2 separate regions of the Mus musculus genome follow, and region 2 is linked to region 1. The links are chromatin contacts, called in public Hi-C maps. All regions are on one chromosome and are shown on one strand. The core of a region is the stretch at or near the end of the contact, and the rest is flanking DNA. Distances in the headings are between cores, read along the strand shown. Region 1 has its middle 13 kb from the start of Gm24382. Region 2 has its middle 93 kb from the start of Mbnl1.

Evidence for each region. Hi-C and Micro-C count contacts between places; a contact is called where the count stands out from the background.
Region 2: a contact with region 1 is called in a Hi-C map of liver, with 2.6 times the contacts expected there. The contact joins two enhancer-like sites. A contact is called at or near these places in 5 of 484 Hi-C or Micro-C datasets (the C2C12 cell line, the MC3T3-E1 cell line, liver and 1 more) and 3 of 115 datasets of contacts at active chromatin or transcription factors (fibro-adipogenic progenitors, heart atrium and large pre-B cells).

What each region holds. Positions count from the first base shown.
Region 1 is chr3:60,138,843-60,143,473 of GRCm38.p6, forward strand. No RefSeq gene overlaps it. Among named protein-coding and RNA genes, the nearest start is that of Gm24382, 13 kb to the left of the region's middle. Within about 2 kb of position 2,634, at least 8 of the 459 cell types and tissues checked have an H3K27ac peak or open chromatin away from gene starts, as enhancers often do. A contact at or near this core is called in liver, where this site is marked.
Region 2 is chr3:60,406,321-60,410,951 of GRCm38.p6, forward strand. No RefSeq gene overlaps it. Among named protein-coding and RNA genes, the nearest start is that of Mbnl1, 93 kb to the right of the region's middle. Within about 2 kb of position 2,416, at least 225 of the 459 cell types and tissues checked have an H3K27ac peak or open chromatin away from gene starts, as enhancers often do. A contact at or near this core is called in liver, where this site is marked.

The DNA.
Region 1 (4,631 bases), core at 1,384-3,883:
TACCACAAGGGGAACAAATATGCAAGTGAAGGTTTTACTTAATTTTTGGCTGCCCTTTTTACCTTTAAAAGCAACAGTTGTATTTCTCAGGAGCTAAATGGCTTTCATTTTCTTCTTTATCCATCAGGTTTATCATCTGTTTCACAATGACACAGACATAATTAGAGCGATCCCACTTTACAAAGTTGCTCCATCTCTGAAACTATTGTATAACCAATGCTTACAAAACCCAAGGCTCAATTCAGTAGAACAGAGCTGACATTTCCATTAAGGATCCACAGTGGTGTACATGCATAAATACAATATCCCACTTACTGTCTCTTTCTGGTTCATATTGTAAATTTGACAAAGGAGGAGACTTTTGAAGTACTTGCACTTTTAAAACTCAGATAAGTAAAATGCATATAAAGGGAATTTACAATGTACATTGTCAGATGTATTTGTGTGGTGTGTGTGTGTGCACGTGCATGTGCATATGTGTTTGTCTGTGTGTCTGTTCATGTGTGAAATTGCAAGCTTGAACTTTAAACTGTCTCTTGACTTTTGGCTTTGCTTTCATTTGCAATGTTTACAGTGTATTGGTAAGATGACCCATGTCGGTACTACAGCATCCTACTCTTCATACTAACTTGCAGGTAAGTTAGTCATGAGAAAAATGAAACCGCCAATATGCTTTTCAACCCAAAACTCAGAGGGGTGTTTAAAATGCAGCAGCTATCGTCTAAGTAGCATAGAAAAGATGGCTACCTTTTTTGTTGCTGCCCTTCAAAATAAATGAGATTATGCTTTTCTAATTTATTGTCATAGTTTTCATCTTATTGAATTTCTGAGAAATCTGAGACATTAAAAGTCTAAATTGAAAATCCAGGTCATGTTACTAGCCCCATGCAGAGCCATGTACAGACAGAGTTCATCATTTGTGTTTAAGAAAGAAACCCCTAGAGATACTTTTCTACTTATACCATATATGGAGTGGCAGTGTGACCCTTGGTTTTACTATGTTCATCCATCTGCATTGGACACATATGGAACAACAACAACAACAACAACAACAAAAAAAAAACAGTAAGATGCTGAATGAAGGAGATGTGACAGACACCCAGGAGCCAGACTCTCTGATGCCCTTCACTCTGGCTGATGTAGCAAGCACCGTCTTCTCACCTTTTTTTATACATGTTCAGCACTGTTAAAGTCTTTCCACAGGAAGATCTATAATCTGATAAACAAAGATTAATAAAGTCTTTCTTCTTCTAGACAAATATTATTGCTGCAAGGACATCTTGAGAGAATGCATGCTTTAGCTTCTACAATTTCCTGCACTGTCTCAAGACAGAAGCACATAACTAGACTCTTGTGAAGAACTACCCTCCTCCATCACTCCATAAAATATGGGAGGTGGGTGGCAGAAAGGACTTTTTGTCAGATGGTTTATGGAATGGAGTGTGAGCACACATAAACCCAGACAGACATACAAACATGTACTTGTTTACCCAGGTTAAAATTCTCAACCTTCTGAAGTCTGCCATTCATTAGGAGACATTTCATTATTCATAGACTGGTTACAAAATATGCATGTATTTTCCAGGAAATGTAAGTAGAAAAAGGCATGCCGTTGGCGTTAAAGAAAACCCTATCTGTGTAGAGGACATTGGATCTTTATTCAAAATAAATTGGTGCCTCCAGAAATATGACTCCTGTCTAGGTGCCAAAGCTGGGCAGCAGCTGCCTTGCCTGCTATGTAAACAACTACCTGGAGACAAGATAGCAAACACGTTGAGTTCTTGGATCCATTTTAGAAATGTACATATTTGTACACATGTATTTCCTTAAGAGTTTTATTTTATTATTTTAAAATCTTCCTAAATGTATTGAAATATTGCCGTTTTAGCATAAGCATGCCTGAGAAAGACCAGTTTGCAGCTTTTATGGTGCTTCCCTTCTGTATACAGTGAGTGGTTTGTAAGAAGACTGAATACTCAATAGCTTGTTTTTTGGGACTTCAGAGAAATATTTGACATCATTTTCATGGTACACTTTGACTTTTAGTTTGAGAATGGGGTTTACTAAAGTAGTCCAGACTTATCACAAGCAGAGATTCTTGTAACTAAAGATTTTGCAGCTTAACAATGCTATAAGATTGTTCTTTAAGACCTCCAAATCCTTGATTTTCTTTCTATAACATGGAAAGATAAAACTAAAAATTTAAGAATTGGAAATTTAGCTGTATATAACTAGTTCTCCCTTAAAGAGCACAAGAAAAATTAATGAAATTTGTTCTTGTGATTCCTGAACTCACATATTATCAACAACAAAGTATGGGGCAGCCTTTCCAATCTCACTGTTTAACTCCACAGTGCACATGATGTCCTCATAAACATAAGAGATATAAGTTGTCAGTATGACATCCTATTTCATGATAGGATTCACAGTGTCCATCAGTCCTCAAGAAATACAGCCAATTATGCAATCATTATGTTAATAATTGTTAATTCCAAAAAAACCTAAAAATTATTAACTAACAAAACAGAGAACTAAGCATAAAGTTGTTTATTCTGACTAATGTCAAAAGCCCATGCATGTAAAATAAAGAGACCTTCTGTGCAAGTAACAATAATTAACTACACATAAAGGTGTGGTCAATTTCAGTTCCAGCTTGAAGATGAGAACAGTTTGAACTGCTCTTGGTCTAGGCCTCCCTCCACACCCCACACATCTGGGACATTCTTATGTAAGCAGGCAGCAAATCATCTTAGATCACAGTACCCGTAGTCTACCTTCTGGAAAGAAGATGTAGAGAGACATTTTGTGACCCTGGCAATGTACCAACCTTGTCAAAAGCCCATTGGCTCCAGACATTCACCATAGGATCAGTCATGAAGTGGCTGGATGTTTTCTTAAGTCCCACTACAATGACAAGAAATTCAGAACATTCTTGTAAGACATCATAAGCTGAAAGAAATTCTAATGTAACTGTGCCACTCCTCTGTGGACTAGACACTGAATTTCCCTAGTTGGATCTTGCTGACTTTCAGAAACTCAATGTAAAATTCACCATAATTCCCAGTAGGGCTCATCAATTTTATTGTTCTGATCTAATTATTTGGATGGAATATGCCAGCAAAGCTTTTCAGTTGTAGTAACTGAAAATGTCTATGATGTTTTTAACTTATTAGAGAATTTCTGTTTTTAAATAACAATGAGTCTACAAGTTGGTTTAGTACCATGAAAGTGTAATACAAGCTTCTCTTACCATGCTATTCCAGCTGACCATTTTATTATTTTTATATTTCCATGTCATTATTTCATATCCCAACAGGATGACTGAAACTCCAAGACTCATAACCAGAAATAAACCAGATAATATGAGCATAAGAGACAGGGAAAGAGAAGCCCCTCCTCATATGTTCATCCCTAATAAAAGATAGCCAGACAAATGAGGTAAGTTGGGAATCAGGTAAATTATTAATAATAGGGGCTTGCTATTTGAAATGAATATGTTGTCTTTTTTTTTTTGTAAGATAGAGGAGTTTAAAAGAACTGCATAAGCTAACTTTTCTTTTAGTTCCTTCAATCTATTTTATACTCTGAGATTTGAGCCAATGCCCCTTGTTAATTTTAAATGCTATTACTTTAGTATTCATGTGGTTATGATATACAATCTCCAAATCATTATTTTATACTAAGCAGTAATATATGTGAGAAAAACATAAATAAGAACTGTTAGCATTTTGTCTAAGCCCCACCCCCCAGTTACCTGGCAATGGCTTACCTGCTTGGTAAGGGGCTGCTTGCCCCCTCTGCTCTCACTTGCTCTTGTCTTCTTGCTCCTACTCTCTCCTCTTGCCCCCTCCCACATCTCTCCCCATTCCCTTCACCCCCTCTCTCTATGGCCTCTGCTCTCTCTTTCGCCCCCTTTCTCTGCCTCTACTACCCTATTAAGTCCCCTCCTCATGTCCTGAATAAACTATTTTATACTATACCATCCCATGGCTGGTCCCTGAGAGGGGAAAGATGCCTTAGCATGGGCCTGCTGAGGTACCACCTTCCCGACACCTCACCACACATCCACCAAAACATATTTCCTCTCTCTTTATCTTCTTATAAAAACATCAAGAATGACCTCAGAGAGGTAGCATAAAATAGATAAAACATGAGTGCAAATCATATAATTTGATTCAGATACAGTTTAAAGTCAGACAAAATAAACCTACAGCATTAAAATCCAGATGCTGTCTTCTTTGGATGAGAGAGTGATGACTGGAAGCAATTATGGGAACACATTTAAGATGTGGTATTTTTCTGTTTAAAAAATGCAAACTATGATTATTTTGTGAAAGCTTATTAAATTATATCCTTATTCTCTGTGTACTTTTCACACACACACAAATGTATATGTATATAAATGTTCTGTACATATATATACAGTATATTGTATATACAGTACATTATATATACTGTATTTTATATATATACAGTATATTATAGGCATTTAATATGGTTCAGTATAAGCTGGCCAAAACAAATATTATAATAATATTCAATTCAAATTAAGCCCTATTACAGAGTAGAGCATTAGTAGCATTAAGATAAATGTGTTTTTAGAAACCTATATTCACATATCTACTGCACCA
Region 2 (4,631 bases), core at 1,166-3,665, 270 kb after region 1:
TGTGAAGAGTAAAAAAGTTAAGAAGAAAAGTAGAATGATAAACGTAGCTCCAGTATGGAATTCACTTGCCTTTCTGCTTTCCTAGCTTCCAAAACGGAATCCTTTCCTATAAATCTGAGGTTCTCTATGCTCTAAGTATGAAGTCCATAGAGTGGAAAACTCAGCATAGTGGATATGTTTGATTTCATAGTGGGGGTCGCAAAAAGTACAAAGAAAGAAACAAACCACAGGTGGAAGAAAGGAGGAGGGCTATCTGGCCCTAAGAATGAAAGTATAACCTGCCATCTACGGGATGCTTGTGCCATAGATAAAAGTCCTGGGAGAAAGCGGCTGAGTGCATCAGGTCCCCAAGGCTGCAGTTACAGAAAAGGAAAGCAGTATTTATTGCTAGCCAACTGTGGGCCGTGGTCTAGTCTATCAGTGCTTTAAATGCATTTCTCATTTGTCCTCACTATTGCCTATAAAACAGCATTGTGTAGCCTTTTATGATGAGGATCTGAGCTAGCCATTGTGACATATCTGGTAAGTGTGGCAGTTAGGAATTAAAGAGGCCACTCTTACTCCAATGTCCATTTTGCTCCCTGATATGTATGTGGGCTTTCTTCTGCTGAAAAACTGAGAACAATAAAATGTGTTTAAATTAATCCTGTACCTAGTTCTAATTTCTGTCTATATAAAAAAAAACAAAACAAAACAAAACAAAACACAAAACAAAAACAAGAAAAACCCTTTCAAAACTAAACCCTTTCACTCCCTTGTCTTAAGAGTCCATAATATAAGCATTATCATGGTAAACATCTAAAATTCAAACTGTATCTTGTTATTTCCTTAGATTTCTCTGGAGAAAGCAAAGACACGTGAAGAGTGTTACTTGCTAATCTCTTTCCTTTGTTTCTCGGCTTCCCCTTAGAAAACAAGTTTTCGGTAAGCTACATGGTCTGAAAACACACAGCTTCATCACGGTTCACAAATCCAATTGTTACGTTTTTCTGTGAAATTAGTTTTAATATTCATAATTACTTACACAGATTGCTGATTATAAAAAAAGTGTAGCCACTTATTTGGAAAAGAAAAATAAGAAAATAAATCTCCAAATCCTATAAGTCATGTAATATATATATATATATATATGTGTGTGTGTGTGTGTGTGTGTGTGTGTGTGTGTGTGTGTGTGTGACTTGTATGCTTAAAAATGTTTTCTAAATGTTTGTTTCACTTCAAGTCATATGATGTAATTTTTCCTTTGCCATTAGAAAATAGCAACATAGCAGTCAACGGTTACACAATATTTCATCATACACCTATGCCTCCTTCTTTTACGTGTTTATAATCCCCCTAGGGAAAGAACCACATGCATCTATTTCAGTTGCCATTACTAGAAAAACAGGACTAATGAGAGAAGACCTGATTGCAAAACAGATACTTCTCAACCTAGAAACTGGGGAAAGGCACAGCCAGTGTATAGCTGAGGGCTTTCAGTGGGGGAATCACTTAAAGTGGCCAAACTGTGATCTGCTCTGACACAGAGACTGGATTCAGTTACATGCTGTTGATTGCTACTATAGAAATATTCAATGACAATGACATGCCATTTTATCTTTATAGAAATAGCACTCACTTTCTCTCTTCCTCTCTCTTCTTAGATATTTTTACAGGTATGAGTTTTTTGCTTTCAGTGTGTGCACCATGTGAATACAGTGCCTACTATGGACATCAGAAGAGGACATCAGATCACCTGACACTGGAGTTACAGAGCCATTTGTGAACTGGCACGTGGATGTTAGCAACCAATCCCAGGTCCTAGGCAAGAGCAACAAGTGTTCTTAACCAATGAACCATCCCTTCAACCCAGAAACCATTTTCTAGAAATATTTTAAGCCAATTTAGGAATAAAAGAAACTTTCATGTCTTTATATTTCTATGATAAAGGAGGTATTTTTTTTCAGGAGGAAAATATTGCTTCTGATCTAAAGTGGAATACACATTGACAGAAGCTTTCCTTACCATTGAAAGTAAACATATTTAACTATATTTTATTGCTTCATGAAACAAATCTCTCTCTCAAGTCTCTACTCACAGGCAGCTCATGATTGCAGTCATATTTGCTTTTTGTGAACTTCACTCACCTAACCAGCAAACAGAAGCTCTTGTCATCCCTGAAACTGTCTATTTCTGTGTTAAAGAACATTACTTATGTAACGTCTGAAGAAAGGTAACCAGAAAGGTAACGTGATAATCCTGTAAATGAACACAGCATTGGCTGATTGCCCTTGTCCCTCCCCTTCAGTGGATCTTTGGATGTATGATCAGAGCAGGAACAGAGAGGTCCCAGCTGACCCCTCCTGATCCAGTTCTAAGTGGCACGACTCTGCTCTCCGTGCTTATCTTAAAGATCACTTTGTTGTCTTCATGAAAAGTCCACACACATGTCTGAGGCCATAGTGCTCTGCTTTGTTGATAGAATGTCTGGCATGAGCCACAGACGTCTTGGAGCAGCAACTGTTTTTAGTGGCAAGCTACCAGGACTCTAGAAAAAAAAAAAAAAAAAAAAAAACCTTTGCATTTTTCCAAGCAGCGGCTGCATGCCTTCCAAGCCTCTGTTCATGTCTGCCTTTAGAAGAAGCTGAAAGTACCTCTCTCAGTGACAAAAAGAAAATAACTTCTCTTTTCTGCTTCAAAATTATTTGATATAAATAAGATGTGTCGACTGCCTCTACTTTCGTTTTCACTCCACCCGACTCAGTCCTTCCTGTCTCTGCCAAACTAGGAGACTTTCCCTGGGTGTTCTTAAAAGGTCATCTCATTTCAGAAGAAAAACAAAAGAAATAGGGATAAAGCACACTTCTTTTTTCTTTCCTATTTTCAAGTAACTTTGTGAGAAAGAACCAAAATATGTATAGACCTGATTGCAAATTCCCTGCAGTTAAAATATAAGCTACTTAACACTAACTGTAATGTTGCCTGCCTCACAAATGCCTTCTCTGCTGTCCAGGACCTTGAAGAAAGCCATAAAAGGGAAGGAATATAATTTTGTTTGTTGGCACTTACTGAAAAGCTAAAATAGAATAGTAACAGCAATCCCTTTTGCCAGCTCCCCACCAAAGAAGTTGTGAGATCACAAGTTACAGGGGCAGTGCAGGGCCCATGTTCTCAGCTGTGTTCCAGAGCAGCTGACAGGATCAGTTCACCAATATCAATCTAAAGCAACACAGAGCACTTGAGGATATCTAAGATGATTTACAGAATGCACAGCTGTATACATGGATGTAGTGCATTTTTAAAATGTAGCTTTAATTGGAAACATGATAGTCCTTTTTCACTTCTTGGTAAGAAATGGGATTTTTTTATGTTAATTATCAAGTATGGAAATACCAGATTTGTAATCATGCATTTTGTTTTCTGGTTAATGAACTACAAAGACAATATATAATTTATAATTTATTTTTAAAAACTCCAAAATCTTTAAGAAAAGTTGAGATGCTCAGACACTGGCTAAATCATGACAATAATAAATGACTGTTATCCTGCAAAGTTATTGCTCTTTGTAAATGGGACTCACTGAGTGTCTGGAGAGCAGTTTAGTCCTTCGAAGCCCAGTAGTTTATATAGTGAGACTGTACATATGTTTTAAGTTTCTTATATTTCCAATTAGGTAAATTATTTAGAGTTTTGACCCAAGTAAGAAAAGTTGAAAAAGAATACCACTGTGTCCAAACTATAAAAATTAGTAATGGCTATGGGAAGTTTTAGTTTGTGTAGTAATGCATACTTCAGCTCACATGAAAAGAAGCATGTGGGCTACTGCAGACATCATTACATAGGTGTGGGTTTTCAAGTATGACTATGAAAACTTTGAGGGATCATCTTAATTTCTTTTTAAATTATAATGTTCAGTCTACATTGTGGCCAAGAGAACATAACTGGAATATGAATCAAATTATGTCTGTGTTTTTGTTAATAAAAAGAAAATTAAGCCATTCTAAAATTACTTTCCAAATCTGCCTGAAGAGGATTTTTTTATTATTATTTAAACTCAAATATAAAAGATCTTGTCAAAATATGCATGCAGAATTTCTTTCTTTGGAAGAAACCTGCTTCCTTTGAGAACAATGTCTACGGTCAAGGTTCCAATCTCCAAATATCTTTAATGTAGAAAGATTGATTTTAAAGAACCCTCATTGGGTAGCTTAACCGGTATGTTGTTCACCTTTCCCCAGTGCCCTCCCACATTCAAGTCCATCTTGCCTCATACATTGGGTCCTTTTCAGACTGTCTAGGGGAGCTACCAATGGCCATAGCAACGCAAATGTTATGTAAATTCCATATTTCATGGGTTGCATGTTAATTAAAGGTACACAATGCAATGTTGTGAAGTGATCACCTTTGGTGTCTTCTAATTCTGAGCTGCTTATTTGTTTGCAGACTAGATTTAAGCCAGTGCTTCTCAATGGTTGTAACCATGTTGTGGGTTGTGTATCGGATATCCTGCATATCAGATATTTACATTCCAACAGTAGCAACACTTATGAAGGAGCAACAAAACAGCTTTATAGTTCCACGACATGAGGAACTGTATTAAAGGGTCACGGCATTAGGAAGGTTGAGAACCACTGGTTTAGGCACCATTGCCT